Linked DNA regions of Mus musculus: region 1 is linked to region 2. Evidence: chromatin contacts called from public Hi-C data. All regions are on one chromosome and are shown on one strand. Each heading gives the region's core, a stretch centred on a gene start, on an enhancer-like site or on the middle of the called end of the contact. The rest is flanking DNA. Distances are from core to core; before and after follow the strand shown.

Region 1 (7,481 bases), core at 3,566-6,065, 160 kb after region 2:
GTTGAGACTGCTGGTCTTCCTATGGAGTTGTCCCCTCTGGCTATTATAAATAAGGCTGCTATGAACATGTTAGAGCATGTGTCCTTATGGTATTGTGGGCATCTTTTGGGTATATGCCCAAGAGTGGTATAGCTGGATTTTCAGGTAGAACTATTTTTCAATTTTCTGAGGAACTGCCAGATTCATTCATTTCTAGAGTGGTTGTACCAGCTTACAATCCCTCCAGCATTGGAGGAGTGTTCCTCTTTCTCCACATCCTCACCAGCATGTGCTGTCACTTAATTTTTTGATCTTAGTCATTCTGATTGGTGTAAGGTGGAATCTCAGGGTCGTTTTGATTTTCATTTCCCTGATGACTAAGGACTTTGAACATTTTTTAAGTGTTTCTTGGTCATTTGAGATTCTTCTGTTGTAAATTCTCTGTTTAGCTCTGTATCCCATTTTTAGATTTGGTTATTTGGGTTTTCGGAGGTTAAATTCTTGAATTCTTTATATATTTTGGATATTAGCCCTCTATCAGATGTAGAGTTAGGGAATTTTTTTTTTTCCCATCTGAAGGCTGCCGTTTTGTCCCATTGACAGTGTCCTTTGCCTTACAGAAGTTTTTAGTGTCGTGAGGTCCCATTTATCAATTGTTGATCTTAGAGCCTGAGCTTAGAGCCTGAGCCATTGGTGTTCTGCTCAACAAATCCCCCCCACCCCCACCCCCTTGGCCAATGAGTTTGAGGCTCTTTCCCACTTTCTCTTCTATTAGATTCAGTGTATCTGGTTTTATGTTGATGTCTTTGATCCACTTGGGCTTGGAGCTTTGTGAAAGGTGATAACTATGGGTCTATTTTCATTCTTCTACATGCAGACAGCCAATAAGACCAGCACCATTTATTGAAGATGCTTTTTTTTTACCACTGTATGTTTTTGGCTTCTTTATTGAAGATCAAGTGTCCATAGGTGTGTGGGTTTATTTCTGGGTCTTCGATTCTATCCCACTGATCGTCCTGTTTGTCTCTGTTTATCACTGCTGCTTTGTCGTACAGCTTGAGGTCAGTGATGGTGATTTCCCCCCAGAAGTTCTTTTATTGTTGAGAATTGTTTTGGCTATCCTGGGATTTTTTGTTTTTCCATATGAAGTTGAGAATTGTTCTTTCCTTGTCTGTGAAGAATTACTTGTGTTGGAATTTTGATGGAGATTTCATTGAATCTGTAGATTGCTTTTGTATTTTGTTGAAAGCTTTTCAGCATGTATTGAGATGATTATGTGACTTTTTTTTTCCTTGAGGTCATTTATATAGTATATAACATTGATGGATTTTCGCATGTTGAACTATCTCTGCATTCCTGGGATGAAGTGTCTTTGATCGTAGTTAATAATGATGGTTTTGATTTGTTCTTGGATTTGATTCGGGAGAATTTTATTGAGTATTTTTGCATTGATATTCATAAGTGAAATTGGTCTGAAGTTCTCTTTCTTTGTTTGGTCTTTGGGTGGTTTAGATATCAGAGTAACTGTGGCTTCATAGAATGAATTCAGTAGTGTTCATTCTGTTTCTATTTTGTGGAATCGTTTTCAGGAGTATTGGTATTACCTCTTCTTTGAAGGTCTGGTAGAATCCTGCACTAAAACCATCTGACTGTAGGCTTTTTTGTGGGGAGGGGGGAGGTTAATGGCTATTTCTATTTCCTTAGGGGTTATGGAAATGTTTAGATAGTTTACTTGATTTTGATTTAACTTTGGTACATGGCATCTGTCTAGATTATCATTCATTTCATCTAGATTTTTCCAGTTGTGTTGAGTATAGGCTTTTGTAGTAATTCTGATGATTTTTTTGAATTTCCTCAGTTTCTGTTGTAATGTCTTCCTTTTCATTTCTGATTTTGATAATTTGGATACTGTCTCTGTGTCTTTTAGTTAGTTTAGCTAAGGGTTTATCTAGCTCCTTGATTTTCTCAAAGAACCAGCTCTTGGTTTTGTTGATTCTTTGTTTCCAATTAGTTGATTTCAGCCCTGAGTTTGACTATTTCCTGCCTTCTACTCTTCTTGGGTTCCATGAGAAGAAAGTATATTCTCTTGTTTTGGGGTGAAATGTTCTGTTGATATATGTTAAATCCATTTGCTTTATAACTTCTGTTAGTTCCACTGTGTCTCTATTCTGTTTGTTTCCATGATCTGTCCATTGGTGAAAGCGAGGTGTTGAAATCTCCCACTCTGTGTGATATGCAGTGTACGTTTTGAGTTTGTTTTATGAATGTGGGTGTCCTTGCATTAGGATATGGATGTTCAAAATTGAGACTTTTTCCTGGTGGATTTTTCCTTTGATAAATATGAAGTGCCCTTTCCTATCGCATTTGATAAGAATGGCAACTATAGCTTGTTTCTTGGGATCATTTGCTTGGAAAACTTTTTTTCAGCACTTTTGCTCTGAGGTAGTGTCTGTATTCATCACTGAGGTGTGTTTCTTGTACGGAGCAAAATGCTGAATTGTGTTTATGTATCCAGTTTTTTTTATTGGAGAATTGAGTCCATTGATGTTGAGAGATATTAAAGACAGATGATTGTTAATTCCCATTATTTTTGTTGCTAGAGGTGGTGTTATGTGTGTGTGATTCTCCTCTTTTGGATTTGTTGTGAAATGTTTAATTTCTAGTGTTTTCTTGGGTGTAGTTACCCTCCTGGTGTTGGAGATTTCCTCCTAGTATCCTCTGTAGGGATGGATTAGTAGAAAGATCATTGTTTAAATTTGGTTTTGTCATGGAATAGCTTGGTTTCTCCATCCATGGTGATTGAGAGTTTTGCTGGGTATAGTATACTAGACGAGCATTTGTAGTCTCTTAGGTTCTGAATGACATCTGTCCAGAATCTTCTGACTGGCCTCCTTGGAGGCAGGTAGAGCTCTGTGACCTGGGTTAGAACCAGTCTCCTGGTAGGTAGGCAGTGCTATCTCTGGTTAGGATCAACCTCCTGAGTCTCTGGTTAGAGAAGGCCTCCTGTGACCGTGGTTACTTCAGACCCCCTGGGAGGCAGACAGACTGTAGTGTGTGAGAGGGTATTGGGTCCCTGATCTCACCCAGGTGGGGAAGCAGCTCTACATGCATTTTTAAAGATGAAGTTATCTTTCGGTCTTTGATTCAGATGTCTGGCCACTGGAAAGATTGATCTGCATAGGTACAGGAGGGTGACAAGAACTTATGTGCTGCTGTATTGCCCAAGGACCCATACCTGGGACTGTATATCCTAAGTCTTGGGCCTCAGCTAGATGTCTGCCTCCCTGGGTGTGGGAGAATCTTCTGTTCCTTATGATATTCTCTTCAATTGGAAGTTGTTATTTGGTCTTCTGGGGGAATTCCTCTCAAGTCATTCTAGAGAGCCAGAAAAATCTCCACTCTGGGTCATTGTAGTTCTAACTATCCTGGACTAATGACCCCATTCAGCCCCTATCCTTATAAATACCAACAAGCCATGCTTGGGGCTTTGATCTCCCTGGAAGCACTGTGCCTCAGGCCCAAGGCCACTCCTTGCAGCCTGGCTCTCACAATGCCCTTGTCATCTCCCAGGGACAGTCCTTGTTCTGTTTGTCCCTCACCTGATGGTTTCTCCTAACCAACACCTCTGCCTCTTTACAGTCACCCTTCCCCTTATATTTGTCCCTGAGAAGCTAGGAGTAGGATATTCACCAGCCTGAACTCCAGACTGCATGGAACTGGCTCTAGCCCATTGTCACAATGTGACTTTGGAGAACTTGATGTCTAGGTGCCTCAGCTCCCATCTAAAAAAAAAAAAAGAGAGAGAGAGAGAGAGAGAGAGAGAGAGAGAGCTCTGAATATTGTTTTATGGAGCTGCCATCAGGAAGACATCACAGCTTCGGAGCTTCTGCACATGAAAATTAGTAGTCAAATTAGAAGGTACTTAGGCGTTTGCTAGGTATTCATTGCAAATGTGGGGTTTAGAAAGAGGAAATATGCATACTTTCTACGCCAGCTTTGAGGAAATGCCACAGCTAGAATTCAGGTGTAGGAGCAGGTACTGGGATGGCTGAAGGAAGAGGAACAAGAAGAAGATATGGTTGCTAACTATAAGAGCTCCCCTGAACTCTGCCCAACAGCTTACAGCACCATCCCCAACTGTTTAGCCTGGAGAAGATATTCTCCACCCTCTATGTGAAGCACAAAATTGAGTCTCTGATTGTTCATTGTCATTGGGCCTCAAGACTTTGGGAGTACCTATGAAGATGCTGGCTGGAGTCCCATCAAGTAGCTCTGATTTTAGTTGAGCACAGTCTGCCCCCTACTGATGGTGTTGGATGCTTTCAGGTTAGATGGGCTTTGTGGTTGAGCTCTTATAGGGACCTTTGCAGAAAATGGAGAGATTCATTTGTGAACTAATGGAGTTCTTCAGACTTACATAAACTATATTTTTAATACCTCAGAAGTGACCTTTTCTCATTTAAATTCATGCAAACTAATATGGCCAGGTCAAGGGTGATTTAAACAGAACCTAGAGAGTCCATTATAAAGACCAGGTAGTTGCATGTAGACAACTTGTGAGAAAAATGGCATATGTGTGTTTGAATAAACACACTGATGGCATTTGAAATCAGAGGGTTTGAGAGCTTGCTTGGATGGAGAGAGGTGGAAGACTGAAGACTGGCTCAGAACACTGCAAACTAGCACCATGTTCTGACTACCCCCTCCAGAAGTGATTGGTAGCACTATCATACTGTTTCTGTTGGCACAAATAACATTTTATTGTGCTCCTTTCTAATGTAATAAAAAATCAATTAAAGATTAAATATTAACTAATCCACAGCGGACAAGATTATGAGTTCTCAATCTTGAAAGGGCACCATAAATGTTGTACAGGAGAAAGATCGGGTGAACAGCCCTTACACAGCAGTTCCCTGCCTCATTTATATCTTTTTCCAGAAGCCATAAAATAATGGTGCTTCTAGCAACAGAGAAAATGCTGGCCAATCTGGACACACCGCTCCTGCTTTTAGAAGCTGGAGAAGCCATTGCTGGCCTTTCAGTTGTCTAGAAGTTGTAGTTATAATCGATCATGACCTTTGATGAGGGTGCCTTTCAGAGCTCCTTATGGTTTATATGAATTTCATGAGCAGTATTAAATTGGTTTGGATTGCTTCAGAAGAGCTGTGAAAATTAACCTCTTACATATCCTTTGCCAGAATCAAGTAAGGCAGAGACTACAAACCTGCTGCGTTGCATAACTGAGTTTCTCACATGATGCCCTTTGGCATGATTCTAAAACAAGGGTCATCAAACTTTACTGTAAGGACCAGGTAGTGTTGTAAAGTTGTAGGTGCTTTCTGTTGCAGTTTTTCAAGTGTGCTACCAGAGCAAGAAAGCCATGTAAGACAGAAAGGAAACAAGTGGGTGCAGTTAGGGTTTTAATAAAACTTTATTCATAACCACAATTCTGACAGTTTCTCTATCTCTGCTTTGAAGTAGAATAACTTATGAGCCTTGAAGGAAAGGAAGAGGCGGAAGAGTGGGGAGAGGGAAGAGGAAGAGAGGGAAACAGAGATAGAGAAATCATACAATGTCAATTGCAAACTCTGCTGTTGTCCTGTTTCTAGGAGTCTTAGAAATCTGTTAAATGGGTCGTAAGTACCTAATTGCTATTCTTTGAGCAAAATTACAAGTTATTATTTATATGTATTAACTTTATTAAATTCAAGACAACATACATTTTCTTTGCATCTGAGCAAAGTCTTTTCTACTGTCTTGATTTTTAGAAGTATTTACGATCTTCGCTGTCTATGAATGTTTGTCCCAGCCCTAGTTAGAATCTCAGAAGCCTTACTCCTTTTTTTTGAGGTAGCTCAATAATACTTTTTTCATTCAGTTCATTCCAAATAAAAATTTAAGGAAAAATTTCTTACACATAGAAGGAGTATATGTGTATGGTGTAGCTTTTTATGATGTAATTTTATCTTAATAAAGGCAGGTACATTGAGATGAATTTGTGGTCCCTTTACAAGGTAGAAGATAACATTTCAAAGACTCTAACATAGTAAACTTGGAGGGAGCTGTGTTATCTAGAATCTGGCACATATGTCTTAGTGAGTGATTATCTCTTTGGCTTTGTTGTGCTAATACTTTGTTGTTTATAAAATTCCCCTAGAGAAGTAAAGGTTCTGGTTCGTTTTATTTTGTTTTGTTTTGTTTTGTTTTGTTTTGTTTTGTTTTGTTTTGTTTTGTTTTTTAATAGTGGGGGACTCGAGCCAGGCATGGTGGCACATGCCTTTAATCCCAGCACTTGGGAGGCAGAGACAGGAGGATTTCTGAGTTTGAGGCCAGCCTGGTCTACAGAGTGAGTTCCAGGACAGCCAGGGCTATACAGAGAAACCCTGTCTTGAAAAACCAAAACAAACCAAACCAAACAAACCAAACCAAACCAAACAAACAAACAAAAAACAGTGGGGGGACTCTGTCTTACTAAGTTTTGCCATTATAATGGATGGCTTATCCTTGAATTCTTTTATTTCAGAGTTTTTCTACTGGAATTTGGGTCAAAACCACATCTGGTTCCTTTTTTTCTTGTCTCTGATAACATGTGAGGAACCACTAACAAGATGGTGGGGTCTGTGGGAAACGCCGAGGAACACAGAGGGAACTCTTGAGGACGAGCGATTCTGTCAAGAGACAAAATGACATTACAGGTGGTTTGGGTCACTGCTGAGGCCAGGGCGCTTCTGGTGCTTGCAATCAAGCACTAACCCAAAGGCCAACCATGGAGCCCAGGCTCTCACATGATTTCTCCTGCGGAAGACGGTTTGGGAAACATCGTCAACCTGAAGCCTAATATTCTGTGAGCCATTGTGTCTGCAAGCACACTATCATTTCCAGCAGTAACGAACGGGAGGATGGAAACTCTCCTCCCTGTGCAGACACAATCCAAATGGACAGCTTTTAAAAGCACAGTTATTTGGATCAAACTCAGTGCCTACTCAAAGATACGTGCTGGGTGACAGGATGTGAGTAACAGGCGATTGTGAGGGATTGGACTGTGTCTAAGACCTTCTAAAGCACAAATGTTAAAGAAGACCATTATCTCCGCCTTTCCTGTTCGTATAGATAGGACTATAATGGAAACCAGCCCTCTGCTATGGCTGCCTCTGAGCAGCGGCAGTAAGAAAACACTTTTTTTCTTTTTTTAGAACAAGGGATTTACAGTCAAAGCTCATCTTCACAAAGCAAATTTTATCTGAAAAACAAGGCTTTTATTTTTGAAGGTTCCTCGTGATTCTGACAGGCATTGTTGTTGACATTTCTATCAGATACAAATTAGGATATTTAATTGGGAAGTGGCCCTAATCTTCCATAAGTGCTTTAACAATTTATATTTATTCATCTCGAAATTAATAGAGAAAACCTTTTGTTCTCTTTCTTCTAAAAAGCTGAGAGCTGCCATTTGGGGCTGAACCGTTGGGAGGGTGGGAGCACCTAACCTAACTGGTTTTAGGTAT
Region 2 (7,666 bases), core at 3,731-6,230:
CACCACTGTTGCTGAGTCTTACTGATACTCACGAGTTGCTATTGGGGGGTGGGGGGGAGGCGCAGGGGCTTGCAAACCGGGAGAACCAGATGTAAGAGATCCTTATTTGGTATAATACTTACACTATGTCCTCCATTTTATTTATTTATCACGGCAGCCCTTGATTTTTAAGAGTCTTGCCTCACCAATAAGCAGGTTTCACATAAGAGTTTTCTAGATTACCTCGAAGCTTCCACTTAAAGTTCTGTAAAGAAAGCTACTTTTGGCTTAAAGGCTAAGTCAGATTTTATGGACCTGCTTTAACCTTCCCCTGACAATTTGCAACCATTATTACTGGGTTTTAAGTGGTTAGGCATTTTCTCACACTACATATTGGCAAATCGTGTCTGTGTTCTCTTTTGTCCCCGTGGCTGCTATTTATGGTTCTCTTACTGTCTGCCAAGCTGTGAGCTGTTAATTCATGCTTTCAACACACCTGTCTCCAAAGCCTTGAGTCCAATCTGCATTTCTAATCCAGTGTAGGGAGAAAAAGCTGACCTGGATATTTCGTACTTGTGTCTGGAGTGTAGCTGACATGTGGTGAATCAGCCTACAGTGGGCAGAGGGAACTAGGGGAGAGAACTCTGCAAGGAGCCAGATGGAATTCTTTTTAGAGGAAAGAAAAAAGTATCATAGCCATAGAGGGACATTTTAAGGATAAACGGGGGCAGTTTTGAGAGTAGAAGGAATCAACTTGTATTTAAAATTCAGTGAGCATTGACTGTGTGCCTTCTGTATACAGTTAAGACCAGTTTTGGTGTGGCTGCCATGACACCAGAGGGGGTTGGTGGCATTGGTGGGGTGGGTGCTTAGTAATGAGGTCAGAGCGACTGATAAGGCAAAAGTAAAAGAAGCAAAACTAAGTATAGAGAAGGGGTAGGCATTCAAACCCCAGAGGACCTTGATTTAAGTCCCCATTTATAGAGAGTACCATCTTGAGAGACCTTGCAAAGGGCTTTGTGCTGCGTTCAAATGTTATTGTTTCTCTTGTACACTGGATGCCCTCAGCATCCCGTTAACTTGCCAATCATGTCTCTCAGCTATGCTCATCTCAGCCCGTGGATAGATAGCCTACCAGCTTTCTTCTGTCTGGAACTTGCCTACTGATGCTGGACCAGTCATACCATCCCAGTTCCCACTGACTACTACTTGCCTCTGCAGTCACCCATGGTAGTACTTAGCACAGATCTATCTTTGTAATGTGTTTTTAATCTCTGCAGTTAGCTGATAACGCACTTAACAGGCCACATCATATACTGTTTTTTATCTTCGGTTGCGAGCAATTGTTATTTTTGTTTATGTCAACATCCCTCTCCAGTGAAGAGTAGGCTGGGGTAGCCACGTGGCATTTGCACAATGAATGCCTGCACAGCTGTTGGTTATGTACTTGTTGGTGAACATGTTATGGTAGTGTATATTGGAGATGCTAAGCATGCCTACTTACGTGCATATGTTTAAAGGTGGAATAAGTACTGTACTTGCTGTGTATTTTTTAAATATTAGCTCAACAATGCAGAAACTGAAGCCTGCCAATTAAAACGCTTCTACAGCTATCAAGATTTCTAAGGAAAGAAATGGCTTAGGAAGTCTTCATTCAATTTTGTGAATTAATTTGGAAAAAATAGCAATATTTAAGAAAAATGTAAAGCACTTAAATAAGTACATTCATTTAAAAGTCTCACGTGGGATACTGAAGATCTGTATCCGTCCTGTGTAAGGATTGTGCTAACTGATGTCAAACATGGTTTCTTATGATATAACCAGGATGCTATTGAGACCTGGGTCGTATACCATTACCTTATATTTTATGTTATGTGGCCTCACAGTGGTCTGGGGGTTGCTGTGAGAAGCTCCTTTCTGCATTTTGTACACATCATCCAGAAGAGAAATTGCTAACACTTTTCTTCAGCCTCATAAAGGAAGTAACCATGGTGGCTCAAGTTCACTCCGCTCCACTCTGATTTCCCTCTCCCATCCTGCAGTGAGCGGCTCGTAATGGATTTGGTGCCTCTGCTTGTCTACCTGATGCTGTTGCATTTTCAGATAGTGCATGCATGAATTAAATATGGGATTATTTTGCTGGGCGAGGTGGCGCACGCCTTTAATCCCAGCACTCGGGAGGCAGAGGCAGCTGGATTTCTGAGTTTGAGGCCAGCCTGGTCTACATAGTGAGTTCCAGGACAGCCAGGACTACACAGAGAAACCCTGTCTCGAAACACCCTCCCCCCCCCCCAAAAAAAAAGTATGGGATTATTTTTATCATTTAAAAACATTCACACTGGTGATGCCTGTTAGGTTGTTGTTAACCTGCTTTTCTGAGGATCTGAGTTATTTTTTTAACTGCACTTGAGTTTTTATGAATGTGATGTTTTATTTATTTACTTAATTATTGATGAGAGAATACTTTGTACATTTCTTTGATCATACCTGAGGACTTTCTGTCAAGAGTTACCCCCTTTTATGTGGTGGTTGGTGGCATGCGATGTACAGAGTACCTTATAACTGGTTAGGCCACACTGGGTATTACTTTCCTAGCCCACGAGGACATAGGAGCATGGGACACGGTTACTGGTGAATCACTCTGCAGTTATTTTGGTTACTTTTCTATTACTGTGATAAAACACCATGACCAAAACAACCCATAAAAGAAAGTATTTAATTTGAGTTATAGTTTCAGAAGGTCAGACTCTGTGATGGAGTGAAGGGATATCTAAGAGCTCTCATCTTGATACACCAGCCCGTTGGCAGAGAAACTTAGCAGCTGGAATGGCTGAAGCTCAAGCCCTCCCCTAGTGACACACTTCCACCAAGACCACACCACCTTCAACAGGACCACACCTTCTAATCCTTCCTGTACAGTTCCACCAACTGGGGACCAAGCAGTCAAGTTATGTGCCTATGGGGATCATTTCCTTCCAAACACCACAGCAGGTTCATGCAAAAAGTTTTTCAGGGACCTATGTAGCCTATGTCCACTGTGATTGCTATGATACTATTAACCAAATTATTTTCTTTATTCCAACTTAGCAACAATTTTCTTTTCCCTCTCCTCTCCTCTCCTCTCCTCTCCTCTCCTCTCCTCTCCTCTCCTCTCCTCTCCTCTCCTCTCCTCTCCTCTCCTCTCCTCTCCTCCCCTCCCCTCCCCTCCCCTCCCCTCCCCTCCCCTCCCCTCCCCTTCCTCCTCTCCTCCCCTCCCCTCCCCTCCCCTCCCCTCCCCTTCCTCCTCTCCTCCCCTTCCTCTTCTCCTCCCCTCCCCTCCCCTCCCCTCCCCTCCCCTCCCCTCCCCTCCCCTTCCCTTCCGTGGAACCCAAGATGTCCTAAACTTGTAGTCATCTTATCTCTCCTTCCCAGCTGCTTGGATTCCAGGTGTGCACTCACTACCATGCCATACTCAAAATACAGAAACCTTCACGATGAGTTAAGCAATGTTTCTCCCAAAACGGATTTGAACAAATTAGATGGCTAACCTTCTATGCTGTGAAGCGCTAGAGCCCACCTAACATGTTATGATCTTTTCTTGTTAACATTATGTAGTGATTTTATGTCACTGTGATCAAATCCCTGACTGAGGAGAGGAGATGTGGCTCACAGCTCAAGGAGCCAGTCCTTCCAGATGGGGAAGGCATTGCTAGAGCAGCTTGGCAGACAGAGGGACAGAAATGTGGGGTGGATTGTAACCCATAAGACCTTCCTCTAATGCTCTATAGCAGTGAGGATTTATAGTTTAAAGGTTCATAGCCTCCACCAACAGAACAGCTGTGACCCGTGCGGGGAATATGTCTATGCAAATCATAATAAATATATTCTCTTCATTTATACACAGTGTCAAAGTTATAATTTTCCAATGGATTGGTTATTTTCAATAATTAATTTTCAGGTAATTTCAAATTTACAGTTGTTGCTAAATGGACATAGAGTTGACAGATTCTGGGTTTCCTCATGGTTAATATTTTACTGTATTCATACTATGGTCTGTGCTCTCTCTGTAGCATATGCTTGTGATCTTGAACTCCTTATCTTTGCCTTGTGAGAGCAAGTTGCAAATCTATTGTCCAGTTACCTTGAATCACTTGACCGTGCACTTTGCCCAACAATAATGATCTCCAACATAACCAGTGAGAGCACTAAAACTTAGCAAACAAACTGCCATTCAATTCATAATATCGGCATTGTAAACTCAACAATAGGTCTTTTTTCCTTCTGTTTCAGGATCCTGTCCAGGTGTATACATTGCATATAATGCTCATGGCTCTTTGAACTCTTGATTAAAAACAGTTTCTCAGCTTCCCTTGTCTTTGGAACCCTTGACAGTTTTAAAGAGCACAGGGCTTTAATTATCCAGAGATAAGGTTCTTTCTAATGTTTCCTCGTGAGTCATCTTAGTTAACACAGTTTCAGGACTCAGAAAGAATGCTGTGTTCATCTGAAGACACTGTATCCGAGCTGGAAGATGCATGCATAGCATACCTGTCCACTATTGTGGATGTGAAACCTCGGTCGCCTGCACGACAACCTTACCCACAACCACCTGCAATGTCTTCTCTTTTGTAACAAGTTTGGATTTTGTATGAAGAGTTTTGAGAATTCTGCCAGCATCAGCTTCTTATCAAAACTCAATCCACCAGCCTCAGTGATGATTGCACCTGAATCAACTCCCGCTGGCGTGGTAGCCATTCTTCCTACGCTGGCTGGCGTTCTGTTAGAACTCAGGTGCTTCTCTTAGCCTTGCTCTCTTCCCTTTGAAGTTTTTTCCAGCTCTCTTAACTGTTGGGAATTTCAGGTATGATGTTCCTGATTCTAGATCTAAGCCCTCTGCAAAACCAGTTCCATTTAGCATGTGGAAAGCAGGGCCTGACTTGGACTGCTCGTCACTCTGCTGTCTGTGCTCACACAGTTGACAGGGAAGCTGTGTCTCTAAGCAGGAAGGTGCTTAGTCCTCTCACCCGCCCTTCTGTGGTGGACCCCGACCTGCTAGATTCCTACTGTGTTATGGGAAGAGAAGACAGCTTAGAACTGGAACCAACAGGAAAACCTTTCTCCACGAGTGGAGGATAGAGTTTGGAAAACATTGTTTTCCTGTCTACCTCAGAGTTGGAATAAGTTCATTAACTTTAGGCACATTAGCCTTTCCTTTGTAGGTGAGGAGGCAAAATCCAGATAAAATATCAGAGCTTCCTGGCTTGTAACACTGCGCCGAGTTAAAATTGACAAGGGAGAGAAACAGGCTGGGTTTCCTGTATGTGCAGACCGCCACATTTCTCCAGGCAGCTTCCTTTCTGTCCAGATAAGGCTTGAGTGGACACTTGCGATCCTGACTCTTAATTATGCACTCTGCTTTAAGCTTCCTGTTTCCATGGCACTGTTACTGCCTTTCTGAGATACCACAGTGGTCTATGATCAGATTTCCATCAAGGGTTTTTGTGATCAGAGGCCATTTTGCTCCTCTGGGCGACTTTCTGTGTCTGTAATCTTAGATCGATTTTGGCGTTTACTTTTGAGATGGTCATTTAAACATCAAACCACATTTTCTTTATTGCAGTTGCTGCTATGTACTCATACTAGGTTTAATAGAGTTCAGTCTAATTCACTCTTGGTTAAAAGTATTTCTTTTTTTTTGAGGCATGAAATCTATATTCTTCTTTGGCTTCATGAACTCTGCCAGCTTGACTGAATGTTCCCTTTATGGGATACAATTTAGATAATCTTTAATTTTTTTTAAAATTAAGAAAATTCCTATGTATGTATATATGTATATATGTTTGCCTGAGTTTATAGGAACCACATACCATGTCTGAAGAGGCCAGGGGGTGTTGAATCTTCTGGAATAGGCAAAACAGGTAAAACACCTGATGGGGGTGCTGAGAACTGAACCCAGAGATATTCATTCTATAAGAGTAGGAAACACTCTTACCTCTTAAGCTATCTCTTCCACCACACAGTTATATATTCTTAAATAGTTTCACCACAGGCCTGTGGGCTTGTCTGTGGGATGTTTTCTTGGTTGATTGATGTGCGAGGCCCCAGCTTACTCTGGGTAGTGCTTTCCACGAGGAGGTGAGCCTGGGCTTCATGGGAAATGTAGATGATCATGCCAGTAAACAGTAGTCATTCCTCCATTGTCAGTTCCTGCCTTCAGGTTCTTGCCTTGTGTTCCTGCCTTGGTTTCCCTAGAGATAGACTGAATCCTGCAAGGCAAGTCAACTTTGCCTCCCCAACTGGTTTTGGTCATGGTGTTTATCCCAGCAATAGCAAAGTATTTGGGGCAAGGAACAACAATCATTTCTCCAATTTTTAAAAAATTATTAATTCTATTTGTTGAGACTATAATATAATTGCACCACTCCTCCCTTCCCTTCCTTCTCTTCATGCCCCCCATACCCCCCTTGGCTCTCTTTCAAATGCATGCCCTCTTTTTTCATCAGTTGTTGTTACATGCATAGATGTATATACATACACAGTCCTAAGTATATAAATACAGCCTACCTAGTCTGTATAATGTCACTTGTATGCTTGCTTTCAGGGCTGAGCATTAGACAACCAGTTGGTGTGCTCTTCCCTGGGTAACGATGTTTGTGGCAAAATTACTTGAGGTGGCGTGTACCTCTCATTCCAGTTCATTTAACCAATTTAATTTTTGAGCACATTCCAAATATTCACAGCATGCACCCACTTTCCACTCACTATTTTCACACATTTATTCAAGCCTGCAAAGGTGGAATAACCCTGGGTCCGTGAACTAGATAACCTTTTGGGAGAATGATGACACAGTCCTGGCCCTGTGCCTGTCACTCAGTGACCCTGGTGCTGGCACTCTTTGCTGAGGGTCAGTGTCTTATCTGTGATGCAGATGTTGGTGACGGTGGATGGAGTGAACTTTAAGCCTTGTCTTTGTGATCTATGTGCATGCTGTGGGGCAGGAGGGGGCGTGGCGGCAGAGATGAGCAGGATGTTCCTCAGTGCTGGCACTTAGCTGCCTGATCCAGTTTCATGAATGACTTCTTGGGGAGCAGACGGATTTCCGTTATAAAACAGCTACATTTATTTTGTATTGTTTCAGTCTTCATGCTGCTGATCTCTTTATTACCTTGCGTATTAAGAGAGGGTAATTATAACAACATGCCCTAAAATAATAACCATGAGAAAAATTAAGAGAAACGATAAATGATATTTAATATGCTAATATAGGTGGAGTACTTCATATTTTGTAAGAGTTAAAAACAGCAATTATCTCTAAGAATAAAGCTTCTAACATGATTTATTGATGCATTAAAACAAAACCACTTGTGTTATTAGCATACTTATCCTCAGGCAATTTCAGGTAGTTTATATAATCATCTCTTCTAAAGTGTTTTAAACGCTGTTAAAATGTTCAAGATTCTTTCATATGGAAGACAATATCTAAGACTCTATGGTCTATATTCAAAGCATTCATGTTCATCCCTGATGAGCCTTATGTGGTTTAAACTGTGGTGTAAGCACCATGCATTTCGATTAACACAACATATAGATACTTGGCTAGTTCAGGAAAATAAAGAAAATGTAAAAATAGAAACTTAAGCTTCTGTGATTAAAAAAAATTAAAAATAGTACTTAGAATTTTAACTAACTTGGGAATTGCAGCAAAAAG

The links. Hi-C and Micro-C count contacts between places; a contact is called where the count stands out from the background.
Region 1: a Hi-C map of liver shows a contact between it and region 2, with 2.0 times the contacts expected there. The contact joins two enhancer-like sites. A contact is called at or near these places in 1 of 484 Hi-C or Micro-C datasets (liver), 3 of 115 datasets of contacts at active chromatin or transcription factors (embryonic fibroblasts and embryonic stem cells) and 1 of 9 other capture datasets (embryonic stem cells).

What each region holds. Positions count from the first base shown.
Region 1 is chr2:69,057,241-69,064,721 of GRCm38.p6, forward strand. All of the region lies in intron 6 of Cers6 (ceramide synthase 6), which reads left to right. Among named protein-coding and RNA genes, the nearest start is that of Gm39840, 69 kb to the right of the region's middle. Within about 2 kb of position 4,816, at least 14 of the 459 cell types and tissues checked have an H3K27ac peak or open chromatin away from gene starts, as enhancers often do. A contact at or near this core is called in liver, where this site is marked.
Region 2 is chr2:68,895,886-68,903,551 of GRCm38.p6, forward strand. All of the region lies in intron 1 of Cers6 (ceramide synthase 6), which reads left to right. Among named protein-coding and RNA genes, the nearest start is that of Cers6, 38 kb to the left of the region's middle. Within about 2 kb of position 4,981, at least 46 of the 459 cell types and tissues checked have an H3K27ac peak or open chromatin away from gene starts, as enhancers often do. A contact at or near this core is called in liver, where this site is marked.